Regions from separate parts of the Zea mays genome. Here region 1 is linked to region 2. Evidence: chromatin contacts called from public Hi-C data. All regions are on one chromosome and are shown on one strand. The core of a region is the stretch at or near the end of the contact, and the rest is flanking DNA. Distances in the headings are between cores, read along the strand shown.

Region 1 (6,754 bases), core at 2,724-5,223, 290 kb after region 2:
AAAACGAATTAGTATATATCTATTTAGTATCTATATTACAAACTGATGCGAACATAGATATCTATATTACAAATTTTAGCGGATATAAATAGCAAAAATTCAAATATTCATTTCCACTTTCCATTCCTACAAATTGAATTATGAAGTGAGTCGAGTCAATGACGTCCTGACCCTTAATGAGTCACCCAATTTTAAGTTTAATCAAATAGATATAAAATCTAAATATTTATGATGTCTAATAAGTATTATTAGATAAATAATAGAGTATATTTCCATAATAAATATATTTGGAAATACAAAATATTGGTACTATTTTCTAGGCCTAATCAACCTTTAAAAAAGTTTAACCAACCCCATACATTTTTTTTCTTTTCGGGCATGAGGGAGAATATTTTAATCATTTGAACTTCCGAAGTCATTAAGAACACATTGATCTTGTGAGGACATGAAGATGCAGAAGGGTAAACAACCAAGAAAGCAGATAAAATGCTCATGAACTCCCCGGAAGACTTGAAAAAATTCTGAATTAAAGGAAGCACGGAACTGAAGCACATGGATTCCAGAAAGTTAAATAGGCTCAACAAGGAAAACGTCTGGATCATGGAACTCCAGAAAACTAGAACTTCTGAGATTAAATTGCCTTAGAGTTAGTTCCATGCTTATTCAGAGTAAAACTTCAATACACACAGCTTGTATAGATTCTGAAAAAGGAGCACAATTCATCTGTAGAAAAATGAACCATACTAAGACAGGATTAATAAAAGATCGCCCGAGAAGAGGATGATCATCAAAGGTAATATTTTGCCCGCAAGCATAGTTCAAAGTACGCTACAGAACATTGTGGAACAAATGTGTGTGCACATAAACTCCTCAACTCAGCTTCTGCAGCGGTAGACAGCATTATCTTCTCAATTTAGTGATGGTGAACTTGAACATAACGGAGACCACAGTACTTGCACACATTAGGTGCCTCCAGATCAAGGCAGATGTACTCGATTGGGTGGCCAAGTCCAACACCTTCAGAAGCTGAAACGATGCAGCAAGCATACGGGTAAGTCAGTTTTACATAAGATGTATGATATGGTCATCAGTTTGAGAATGTGCAAAACAAAATAGAGTATGCATATTCAGCTTTGGTGCCTACCCCCTTCACAGACGGCAATGCGACCATCAACCTTGATTGGAGGTACCTCGTTGATCAGTTCCATTGGCGACTTCTTGCTCGTGTCCTAAAACAAATAAAATTAATGAAAGAAAAATAAGTTGGGAAGAAAAGTGATCCATATGAAAAGGGAGAAAAAGAGAAAAGGTTTGCAACTCAGCACACATCATAGCAACCAAAAAGAAAAAACTTTATCACGGTCTCTCAATGATAAACTGAATGAGGACTCAGGTAGTCAGGTGGCAAGACTCTTCTCATGTGTGCCTGGCCTGAGGTTGAAATCCTGGTTTTACTTTCCAATACAAACAAGAACAAATAACTGATGCTATCCACAAATCCTGAGGTAGTTCCAAGTTTCAAGGATATTTATTGAAAACTACAGAATTAATAAATCATTTCCAGTAGTCATTTTGTTTTTACTACCAAGAAACTTTGGTCTTTACTCCACTCAATAAATCATGTCAGGAACATTCAGCATTCAGGATAGTGCTTGATGTTAAGTCATCATAATACTAAATGAAAAAAACAAAATATGAGAGACATGTTGAGAACCGGCTTGCTCTGCAACAACCACCAAGCTTTCCAAAAACTTGTTTCATGTGATCAACAATGGAAACTCATCCCAACACACAAAAATATAATAACCTACAGGACATCTTAAACATGTGGCACTAAACTGTGCAGTTCAAACATTTGATGTTGAGCTCCCATTCATCAGCTGAAACCTAGACACATTGCATCAAGATGATAGCTTCCTTAGGAACCGTCTAAATAAAACCTAAATCTCATCCAAGCATAACTGAAGTCTACAAACCTATATAAAATAAATTACTTACTTCAGAAAACAGTATTTATATTACCCAAAGGTGCACCCTTCGAAATCAGCTAAATAAAACTTAAACCTAAACCAAGCATAACTGAATTCTGCAAACCTATACAAAATATATTCCGTAACTATAAAAAAACAGTGCTTATTACCTAAAAGTGCACCCACTACATGTTAAGCTTATAGGTACTGCAGGGAAAAAAACCATTGACTCCATTTCCAGCTCCTTGAAGGCACATAGCTAGGTGGACAAGGCACGATAAACAAAATATCATATAGAAGCTGTGTCTGCCAGAACTGCAAGTCACTAACATGATTAGGGATGAAAACGGTCAGAAACGGTCGGTAAACACTAAAACCATTACCGTTTTCATATTTTTTATCGGAAACAAAATCGAAAACGGTAACTCCGGAAACGGAAACGATATCGGTATTTCGGAAACATCGGAAACGAAAGTTCGGTGCGGAAAATACACCTGTAACGGTCGAAATCTAAAATACGATCGGTAAACATATCAAACTTCACAATAAAACAAAATTGACAAAACATCACAAATACCACAAGTTCACAATTCATGATATAACAAGTTCACAAGGATCACAAATTTATAATATAAAAAGTTTACAAAGATCACAAGTTCACAATATAACAAGTTCACAGTATAACAAGTTCATAAAGATCACAAGTTAACATACTCAAAGTTCATAATTCACAATATCCACTCGATTTAGTTGACGTGGCATGCTTACTCATGAAATATTTTTTCCTTACATAAAGGGTTTTTCACAGCCTCACAGGAAAACCCTAAAATCTAATGTGTGGAAAAGACAGACTGTCGGCTCTCTATCATTATATATTACTAATACATAACATGTGCATAGAAAATGGTGGATTCGTTCGAGAGACCAAATCGTTAATCTCAACTACCTTCCAACACCATCTAACCCCAAAAAATCTTAAAGCGTCCAAAAAATACAAAAATAAGTAATCCTTATCCAGAGATGTACAGGCGATGCGAAAAAATCACATGCTGGAAAATTCCGAAAAAAATTCCGAGACACAATTCCGGAAATTTCCGAGACATAAATCCGGTAATTTCCGACAAAAACCGGTAACCGATGGAAACGGTCGGTAAAACACTACGCCGATTCCGATACCGATTCCGATAGAAAATTCCGAAAACCGATTCCGTTTTCGAAAAATACCGTTACCGATGAATCCGATCGAAAAATTTCGAAATCGGTTTCCGGAATTCCGAAAAATTTCGAAACCGTTTTCATCCCTAAACATGATCCTGTAGCCCGTTCGCAATGCTGCTAGCCAACTACTGCAGTAAACCATTGCATGAGCATCAAAGCATACTTAGTTTACCAATGATGATCAAGAAATTGTGATAACTATGATCTATCAGGGGTTCGCATACTCTAGCAATATAATGGTGCCTGGTAAATCTAAAAGACAAGACCTGCACATCTAACAAAGAAGAGACAGAAACGTCGACATGGAACAAGCACCTAGAAGCCCGATGATCAGGACTCATCACGCCAATTCAAGATGTCTCGACAACATCAAGGACGACCTAAACTAGAAAGGGGCAGTGAAGTTAACAAGCGCGGCTCACACCGAGCATAACCACACGCGGAACCTTAAAGGCGCGGTCTTCCCCGCCGATTCGGGCAGGGACATTCTCTGGGTTCGCGAGGCCGAGGCGGATCGGGATCTAGAGGTCGAGGCTACGGTGAGGGGAGGGGTATATGTATACATATACCTGCATCCACTTAGCGGTGTGGCTGCCGACGACGGCGGCTGCGCCAACAGCCTTCTCGGTGGAGAGGCCGCGCGCGCCGGCTGGAGCTAGGGTCCTGAGGAGCGCGGGGAGCAGCCTCCGCGTCGCGGTCGCCATGGCTGGGGAAGGTTGCGAGCGAAGTGGACCGTACCCTGGGGAATTCGGGAAAGAACAAAGAGAAAGACGAGGACTTTTAGATGCACCTACGGGATTAAAGCCCGGCCCGTTGTGGCCCAACTTGTGGTATGGGCTGTCATGCTGAGCTACTAATCTGTCATGACTCATGACCCAAATACAAGTCCATGTGATGGCGTCCCCGGAAGGAAGGAGAAGAGCGCATCCAAGTCCAAGTGAAGCGTAGCAGTACATACAATACGTATACAGTATACAGTACAGTATACGGCAACAGTAGGTCAAGTGTCCCAGTACACTGGTCCATGACCAGGTGTGGACGTGTGGTGGCATGGGCTGGGCCAGCTGTGGTGATGGGCACCCCCCGGTTTGTTTCTTTCCTCAAATACAACATCTCTCTTTCTATTTATTTATTTATGTTACATTTCGTGGACAGTTTGTTTTAAGGAGGACACCACACGCACACATTTTTATTAAAAAGTTTGTATTAAAGAGTTTTATAGAGACATCCAATTTCCCGACTTATAGGAAATAAATATCACGGGGTCGCGTGGGACACCGAATTAAATGGTAGTAGAGCTATTCTTTTGTCACAAGAAAACGAGACGTACATTCACAGGAAATGGAATGAATTGATTTATTGATTAATGGCTTCTGTTTGGCCGTGCCGTGGCTCCATCATCAAGCAGCAAGTAGCTAGCCATGGTTGTGGCCTTCTAGCTAGCTCCTGGCAGATCTTGTTCTGTTGCGCCGCCGGACCCTGCCCCTAATGCGCGCGCAGATTAATTTAGACCCCGGTTGGTGCAGCCTAATTATCGGTGGGTGGATCGTCGGCGATTCAGTAGCCGCGCATGCATCACAGTTGTTTAACACATCCTGATAGGTTTGCTGGTGTTTAAGGACCGACACGACACGACTAAAGCATTCACAAAAAGTGTTCATATTAATGCATGGCCGCGGTTTCTATCTATGATTGACTGTGTGTTTTGTTGTCTAGGCAAGGTGTCAACGTGGGGTTCAGAGCCAACGACTATAGTTTGAATCTCCATTTGTATATAACTTTAGTTTTTTTACCATTTAAATGCGAGGGGTACGATAAAAGTGAAAACTCATGTTTATACAAGAGAAACCGGTGTTTTTTTTTTATTATTTTGGTATTTTCTCTAGCTCCCGCCATGCGTGCTTGCTTGTGTCTCTCACCTGCATGCATTATTGAGGCGGATCTTCTGGGCATCTTTCCGGTGACAAAGTCGGTAGCTGGGGAGTCCTTCTTGCAAGGGCGTGGCCCACACAGCCGTGGAGTGTTGTCTGAGGGAGTGATGTGCAGTGGCTGTCATGTAACATCACTGGTATCGATACCGGTATCTTCTTCAGCGGCAGTACTGTGGAGCAACAACCAAACGATCTTTTTCCTATATATTATTTCTTCCTTAATTTCCCTGTAGGTGCATGCATGATGCTTGATTAATTGTATGCATGTATTATTGGCCTTGTTTAATCACTCACTCACAACTTTGAGAGGTTTTCGCTCGGGGTGCGTGCTTCACTCGCCTCATGGTTGAGCACTGACGGGATGGGACGGGATGTCTCGCTAGCTAGCCGCCCTTGCTTGAGCTGATTAAGAGCTCGATCGACATCAGACGCACTGCTCTATGCTGTGTGTTAGTGTTTGGTTTGGTGTCAACGGGAATGGGATGGAATGAGATCAACTCTGGACTGATCTCATTCCTTATTTTTTTTATTTTTTGAGAAATGATCGCATCCATCATTTTTGAAGAATATCTCTTGACGCTGACTCTGGATCTTCAAACAAAACGCGGGTCAAGTTAGAATGATCTTATCTCATCTCTCTTCATCCTTCCTCGTCACTTCATCTAAACACTACCATACCGGCCGCGGCTACCCTGTTCGCAAATCACAGATAATGACAACGAATGTTTCTCCAACCAAGATACCGTCAACAATGTGGACGTACTGTACTAACCATAATCTAATCAGTAAATGCATGGTTTGTGCTGCACAGCCTGACGATGGAGCATGCAACGCTAGCCAAAAACCTTTTTGCGCTGCTCGTCATATTTTACAACGAGTATTCACGCAGTTAAGCATGCATGATACATGTGTTTAATTTGGAGCCGCAGTAACTATAATCTAGCCATGATAGTGCGTGTGGTCGTCCGTGTGTTGCACGCTCTGAAGGATCTCTGGTTTCCGGTCCATTTTACTCTAAAATTATATAAAAATTTTTTGACTTATTTAGCATTTAAACTCATCCAATCTCACCCAACATATGAATTAAGAGAAAAACAAACAAGTCCGCTCCAGGTCCACAACCTGGTCAAAACCGGCCTTACACGTACCATGCATGGTCATTTACAATGAGCATACGTGCAGGGCTGCGCTGTGATTTTTGTCGGCGGAATTTGGAAGTTCGACAAGCAACTGTAAATAAAAAATAAAGACGATGGCGATGTGTTCTGATTCCTGATCATTCTGACAGATGCCCCGGCCCATTTGCTGATGTTTCAGCAGTGCAGGAGATAGCACAGTATTTATTTAACAGATAGAAGATCAGAACTCTGAACACCTTAATTAGACTGTGTGACAGGAGTACAGCGGCAAGTTGTTCACGGTTGATTATTCTGCACGCTGTGCCAATCTACACCGTGGTGATGCGGATACCTGGGTCTGTTTCAAAAGCATCTCCTTACCGCGTACGTACTCCATTGCCATAAGCCCATAAGATAGACACGAAGAGAGTACGCGTGCTTAGGCTGTCTCCAACAAGAGACGGTAAAGCACCATGTACTCTAAATGTAGAGGATTTAGACGTCTGGTATAGCCCCA
Region 2 (7,196 bases), core at 2,185-4,684:
ACCAAAGGACGTTAACTGCTGCCATTTTCTTTTTTTCTTGGCCAAGAATGCAAATATGTAATTGTGTTGTATGAAAAGCAATTGCCATGATTGATGGGACCTACATTTGTAAACAGAATGAAGTGCTTGAAACAGGTATTGAGATGGGCCTCCTCTTTAAGGCTAACAATCTTCTGGAAATGCGAGTGGTATATGTGGGCATAAACACGAAACAAGCGCTTGAATATCGTCTTCACTACTTCCTTGAAGTTTGGTGGGAATGGTGTGCCTTGACAAAGGGGAAACAAAATCCGAATCAGATAACATGCTCGATTGCATCAGATACCAGGTGTTCTCAAGAAACCGAGAGAGCTCCATAAATCCACAAAAAAGCAACATACCAAGTTTTTGAGGAAATATGGATTCATCGTCAAGCTGGCCTTCAATCCAATCCATCAGATACTCCATATATTTTGGTGCTGATACCTCTATGGGTTTCTTTATCTGCACACCATCAGCCCATCTGTACTCATACCTGCATAAACCTCATGATTGTTCTGTCATGATATGATCTAAATATAAACTAATTTCCAAAAATATGCATCACAGGATTATGGGCACCAATTTATAACAGATGAAGTTATATGACAAAACACTAACTTGTTAAATGCTTAGCACTATAAAAAGCATGGCCACAAACAAAGTCCTTTTCGAAAATTTTCTTCTCGGAAAAAGAAGCATAACCTTGACTATAAACTACCAAGGTTCAAAATACACTAGAGCAGCATGTGAAAACGACTGTGGCCTTGCATTGCAGGGAAATGCAAGCACAATTAAGAAAAGGTAACCATGAGGCATACATGTTTTAGGTACACTAATATTTAAATTTTGAGCTGTATTCCTAAGCTTTGACACCCTAACAATTGATAGTTATGTATAGCTTCTACAGCAAGAGACTAATTGGTTTTCAAAAACTGTTGATATAGTTCGCTATGAGTAGCTAGATATAATAGCAAATACCAACTTAGCTAGGAGACAGAGTCATCATTGAATAGCAGCCTTGGTGAAACAGTTCACCATAAGCAAAATTACAATTATGCAAATCAACTAGTTACTGATAAACGTTTTGGATAAATTTTCACCATTTTGTATTTTAACAATCCAGAAGGATAGAATGTATGTAAAGGCTTACTTTGGGCCAGCTGTCATTGTTGGGCAGCTCTCAGGTGTGCAGAATTCTGTGAGCGTGCCATACAGCATATTAACTTGGTTAAAGAAATCCACGGCTACAAAACAAAGCAAACATATTAGCTTCAATGGAATATCCAAGTTAGGTGAAAACTGAAAACAGAAGGGAAGAACATTACTATTCACAGCAAGCCATTCATTGATATCCTCTCCAGGAGGCAACCTCACAGCTTCCCTAAGGTTTCCACTGCCGAGAGTGGCATCTATGTGCTTACGGAGCTGTGCTCCCTGCAGACAGAAAGAAAATATCAAGTTATGCATCACATTATTCGCAATGTAATTATGACTCAATGTCTGTGCTTATTTCAAGTGGCAAATAAAACATGCAAGATCTGAAGACAGTGTATAGGAAAACCTAGAAAGTTTGCCTTCATACAGGCAATTTTAGAGCCACGACATGTACTGAACATTAAACGTTGCTAGAAATAACTGCTGCAAGTCTTTGATTAACACCATCCAATGTTAAATAAGCATCCTGCCTGGTTTCACAAAGGATTCACTGGGTATATAAATACTACCGCCATAGATGTGGGACAAACGGAAGGGCCTCTAGCCAAGTTAGTTAGGTGGTCTCAGTAGCACTACTCAGGTCCTAGGTTCGACTCCTCGTGGGAGCGAATTTCAGGCTGTGGTTAAAAAATCCCCTCGTCTGTCCCACGTCAAAGCATAGGTCTAAGGCCCGGTCCTGGTCGTGTTCTCACATGGGCTATGGTGCCGCTGTGTATAGGTGGGGCAGGGGTTCAGGGGTTTTCTTGACCTGCGTGAGAAGGTCTTCTTCTTAATGACCGAGGGCTGTCTTACCTTCCGCAGATCGAGTTTTTTTTATAGATGTGGGACAACGTTCATTAGACCTTTCACTGAAAGTGTTTTTGTAATGGATTTAATTGACACGTGATAAGCAACAAAAGGAATCCCGTTAGCAGTGTTTCAAGATGTTTAGCGCATAGTGTCTTGGAATAGATGGAAGAATAAAGCAATCCAACAAAACTGTTGAGTCCCTTATGTTAACAAATGTTCAACAATAAACAGAGCTCTTGGCGAGATAGCCAACAAGAGTGTCAGCCACGCAAGATATCTTTAGTTCTGGACATAGCCAGAACAAAAAGGCTAAAAGCAAAACAGATAACTTAAAGCCTGTCTACTTCCAGAACACTGATAAGATCCATCACCAATTCATACTACTGAAGTTAACTCAAAGTTCTAACAAGACTAATTGCACATACTTTTCAGTGACAAGCATAGCCCGCACCTGCATGCCCTCTAAACAGTTCATGAGAACTGATTAAAATCCTGGATGTAGTACGGCCACAGGAATCACTAGATGTTGCAATAAATTGACACCTAGATAAATTGCTCCCGTATGCAGTCATGCTTCAGATTTTGATTGACGGCCCAGAGCAACGGCCACCACGCATGATACGCACTTTGCATGATGTGTAGCACGCCAAATAGTGGCGCAGGTGCAGGCAGGTATCTAATAACTCGTGCTGTCGTGCAGTACTTAAAAGAGGGAACTGGGAAGCCGAAATTGTTACCTTGCTGCCTGATGGAGCGCTCTTCTTGGGGCGGAATGTCTTCTGGTTCCTGCCAAAAGAATAAAAAACACTGATCAGCATGGTTGTTGCATCAGAAGCTAAAATCAGCGTAGTCCCTCAGTAACGAATAAGCCAAGCAGGCTGAGCCCGCCAAACTCGGCTCAGCATGATCTGACGTTGGGTAAAAAAAAAAACGCCGAGACAAATCCAAAATCAAGGTGAAGAAACAAGGTCTGAGCAGAGCGGAGCAGAACTCCCCAGTGGCACTGGTTGCTACGCAGAATTACTAATTAGGGCCGTCAGAAGAGAGCCACAACCACTCACTCAGCTCGAGCAGCGGATCAAGCAGGGGAATTCCCCGATCCCATGAACGAAACCCCGCGCGAGATCTCAGTTCCATCAGCGGGCCTGGATCCCGCGGTCCCGAACCCACGGGCGACGAGCCGGGGACAAGGAATAATAAAGCAAAGGGTGCAGAGCGAAGTACGTGTACAATACTACAATACGATCGAGATCCCGCGAGCGCTCACCGTCCAAGCCCGAAGAGACTCATCCTCCCTCCTCCGCGTCTGCGTGCCCTCCCTCGATCCGGCGCGCGCGTGGCAGTGGTGGGAAGTGGGGGCGACGGCTGGACCTGCTGCTGCAGTGCTGCTTTTGGCGCACGCAGCGTCAGCTAGCGAGTGCGAGGAGACGAGAGGACGAAGCGGACGAGGTGGGTCTGGGGCTGGGCTGCTCTGCGACCTGCCGCCTGCGAGAGCCAGATGCGAAATGATTGGGCTCACTCGTCAGAGGCGGCGTGGGCCGGCACAGCGAGGCGCGGCAGAACGCGCGGCGGATGGAGCCGGGCGCCTGGCTGGAATCCATGATCCATCATGCCCCGGGCCCCACCGGGTCAGAAGTCAGATCACCCAGCTATCGTCTGCGGCCGTGTCGTGTCGAAGTCGAGAACAAGTTTAACAACAGAGTCTATTGTTGGGTCTAACTTTTTACTATATTATCTAAAGCTAACGATAAACACACTCATATAATAAAGCTAACTTTACAGTTAGCTCTTAGATAAATCTCTTATCTCTTGTCTCTTTTATCTTTTTCTTGAAGCTTGTAGCATCTAGTTCTTGCACAAGTGTCCACTCTCTTTATTTTTTGATGTCTCTCTCTTCCACATAAGCAAAAATACTATATAAGCAGACTTAGAGCCCATTATTGTACTTGCTCTTAGTATCCAATACTCATACCCACGATAAAGAAAAATAATCCGCGGGATCATCCATATTCACTTATGGGTATAGATTTACCCCTATATACATATTCATGTAGGTATGTGTCACCTGTCGAGTCACTCGTACCCACAAAGATTAGACATATATCATATGTGATAAATATCATTTTATAAATATAATGAACCCTAAAAAATATCAGTTTAATAGTTATTAAACGTCAAATTTAAATAAACCATGTGCTATACTTAAGCATCACACCATTTGATTTCTAACATTATAGACACACGATGCTCTAGGATTGTGCTCAGATCTATAGAAATAATATCTAATTACATAATTGCGCAATAAACAACTATAAAATCTGCTTAGAGATTATATAACTAGGGTTTCATTTATTTTGGTCTAGGCCAAATGCTCAAGTTTATGTTTTTGGGCAGGTTTATATTGGATATTTTATACTCACGGGTTAACAAGCATGAGTGAGGGCAGAATGTTCTGATACTCGTTTTCTTTTTGGGTAAGGTTTTTGTCCAGTAAAAATCTATAATAGAATATTTAGCTCACACATATACTCTAATAAGATAAATACCCATCAATTATCGAATCATGATACTCGTTACCATTTCTAACTATACTACGCTCTTCGGTCTCCCTCCCACTGAAGTATGTGGCAACACTCGTGGTGCACGGTAGCCGAGGTGCATATGTGTCGTATATCGTACGGTTCGTACCTAAACGTTAACGAATCGTTATTCAAACGTTTCTTTACTATTTATTTAGCTTTTAATTGATTTTGTTCAAAAATAAATAGGAATAGAATCTAATCTTAATTCAATCTGATTTTTAAATTTTATAATCTAAATTTAGAGTCTTTTGACACCTTAATCGTATCTCATGTTTTCTACTATAGCAAACTTGGTTGATGGTCATCCAACGTTCTGGCACAGCGGGGTGGTTAGTTTTTTTTTCTTCTAAAGTTTGGTCTTTGTCAAATGCAACCACGCCTCGAGACTGACTCAAGGAGGCTCGTCGTGCACTACCGTGTAAGGCATTAGCTACAGAACTCGCTCTCCCTCTCTCTCATGTAAGGATCGTCCATTAAAGTATAAAAGGGAGTCTCTCTCCCTCTGTTTGGACACAAGCACAGCTAGAGTAACATGCCTCTAAGCAATACTTTGATCAGCACTATACTAGACTAGAGCGAAAGACTAAACCAGAATAACCCATGTGTCTCCGTTCTTCGCTCGGATCCATGTGATCCACCATTCAGAGTGAGTCCACGCTTACATCCCCACTGGACACAAATCTATTGTCCCCCGGTTTCCAAAATCACGACAGTTGACGCGCCAGGTAGGGGACCGCGAGCTTCCTAAGCGACTTTTATTCACTCTGATGGCTAGTTCATCAGCACCTGCTGGGGTCGAAGCCTTTGCCCCCTGGAGCAGCATCAAGTTCGGTTCTTTTGACTTATATGCCACTGCCACTGACCGACATCAAGCGCATAAGACCCGCATGCCCCACAAAAGGTGGGGTGGAGAGGTGACATTGCGAGAGGAGGGACGCCGCCCCAGGGCGGAGCTCACGCTGGACCATGGGTAACACCGAAGCGGGAGAAATGCCTTCCTCGGGAGACGTGGTTGGAGACGACCGCCATCTGGCGCCCGACAACAAGCGCCGACACGAAGGCTGCGAGGTGTACGCGACACAACTCGCCACCCCTCGATATCTCTAGTGGTTGGAGCTACCGATCATCTTCGACGACGTAAACACCCGGGCAGGGTCCCACACCCTGGAACCCACCCCCACCGTAGTGAGCCGACCGTGGGCACAAAACGACTCTCCAAAGTTCTCATGGACGGAGGAAGAGACCTTAATGTCCTATACGTTGAGACCCTCAACCGCATGGGGATCTCGGGCTCCGCGCTGCACCCAAGCACGAAGCCAATCCACGGCGTCACGCTCGACAGAGGGATTCACCCGCTCGGGTGAATCACACTACCAGTTACGTTCGACGCCCCCTCCAATTTTCACACCGAGCTGCTGCGCTTCGAGGTGATGGACATCCCTGGAGCTTAAAACATCCTATTTGGGAGACCATGCTACATCCAATTCATGACGATTCCCAATTACACCTACCTCAAGTTGAATATACCTTGACCCCATAGGGTTATTATGGTGGCTGCCTCTTTCGAGGAAGCCTAAGCGTGTTAGGAAGCTAGCTGCGAACTCGCGTCGACGCTCGCCACCGCAAGGGAACTAGCCGAGCTACGAAATGTCGCCGCCCAGCAAGGCACCCCCGACGCCCGAAGGCCAGCTCTAGTACCTTCAAGTCTGACGAGGACAAGGAGAACTTGCAGATCGACATAGTCGATGCCTCCAAATGCGTCGAAATCAGGGTGGCGCTCTCCGACAAACAAGAAAGTGCGCTCGTCCGATAAATAAGAAGAGACCATCAAGTGCATGGGCCCCATCTAGAATCTGAAATAAGTACAATGACTGGTCGGGTGTGTGGCCGCACTTAGCCGTTTTGTTTCTAGACTCGGAGAGAAGGGGATGCCTCTCTACAAGCTGTTGCGGGAGAGTGACCATTTCACTTGGACAACGGAAGCCCAGGAAGCCCTTGATCGGATCAAGGCATTCCTAACCCCGCCACCGGTCTTGGTCGCACCCGAGCTGGGCGAGACCCTCCTCCTTTATGTGGCGGCCACCACTCAAGTGGTCAACGAGGCGCTGGTAGTGGAAAGGGAAAATATGGGCCACATACTCAAGGTACAGAGGCCTGTCTACTTCATCAGTGAGGTACTGACCGAGTCTAAGACGTGGTACCCATAGATCCAAAAGCTGTTGTACGCGATACTCATAGCCAAGAGGAAGTCGATCCACTACTTCGATCGACACTCCGTGTCGTTAGTATCCATGGCACCGCTCGGCAAAATCGTCCGAAATCGTCATGCGTCCGAACACATCACGAAATGGTCCCTTGAACTCAACGAACTCGACATAAGTTATGTCACTAGGATGGCGATAAATATCAAGCCATCGCTGACTTTGTCACGGAGTGGACTGAGGCTCAGGACCTACCCATAGTCGAGGACCCGGAGTACTTGACCATGTACTTTGACGGATCCTACCTCAAGACCGAAAGTGGCGCGTGCGTCGTCCTCACATCACCTCAAGGACACAAACTCTAGTACATGATCTGCCTGCACTTCGA

What was found. A called contact is a pair of places that touch in the nucleus more often than the background predicts.
Region 1: a Hi-C map of bundle sheath shows a contact between it and region 2, with 4 times the contacts expected there. The contact joins the promoter of LOC100280596 here to the promoter of LOC100502388 in region 2. A contact is called at or near these places in 2 of 25 Hi-C or Micro-C datasets (bundle sheath and endosperm).

The regions. Positions count from the first base shown.
Region 1 is chr4:33,074,946-33,081,699 of Zm-B73-REFERENCE-NAM-5.0, forward strand. LOC100280596 (mitochondrial NADH ubiquinone oxidoreductase 13kD-like subunit) reads right to left here and starts at 3,974. Exons shown (of 3, transcript NM_001153515.1): 1 at 3,758-3,974; 2 at 1,145-1,229; 3 at 630-1,026. The coding sequence starts at 3,892. The coding sequence ends at 914.
Region 2 is chr4:32,786,281-32,793,476 of Zm-B73-REFERENCE-NAM-5.0, forward strand. It overlaps LOC100502388 (MOB kinase activator-like 1B), which reads right to left and starts at 3,435. Exons shown (of 7, transcript NM_001196866.1): 1 at 3,293-3,435; 2 at 2,763-2,811; 3 at 1,347-1,455; 4 at 1,172-1,265; 5 at 381-514; 6 at 105-268. The coding sequence starts at 3,315.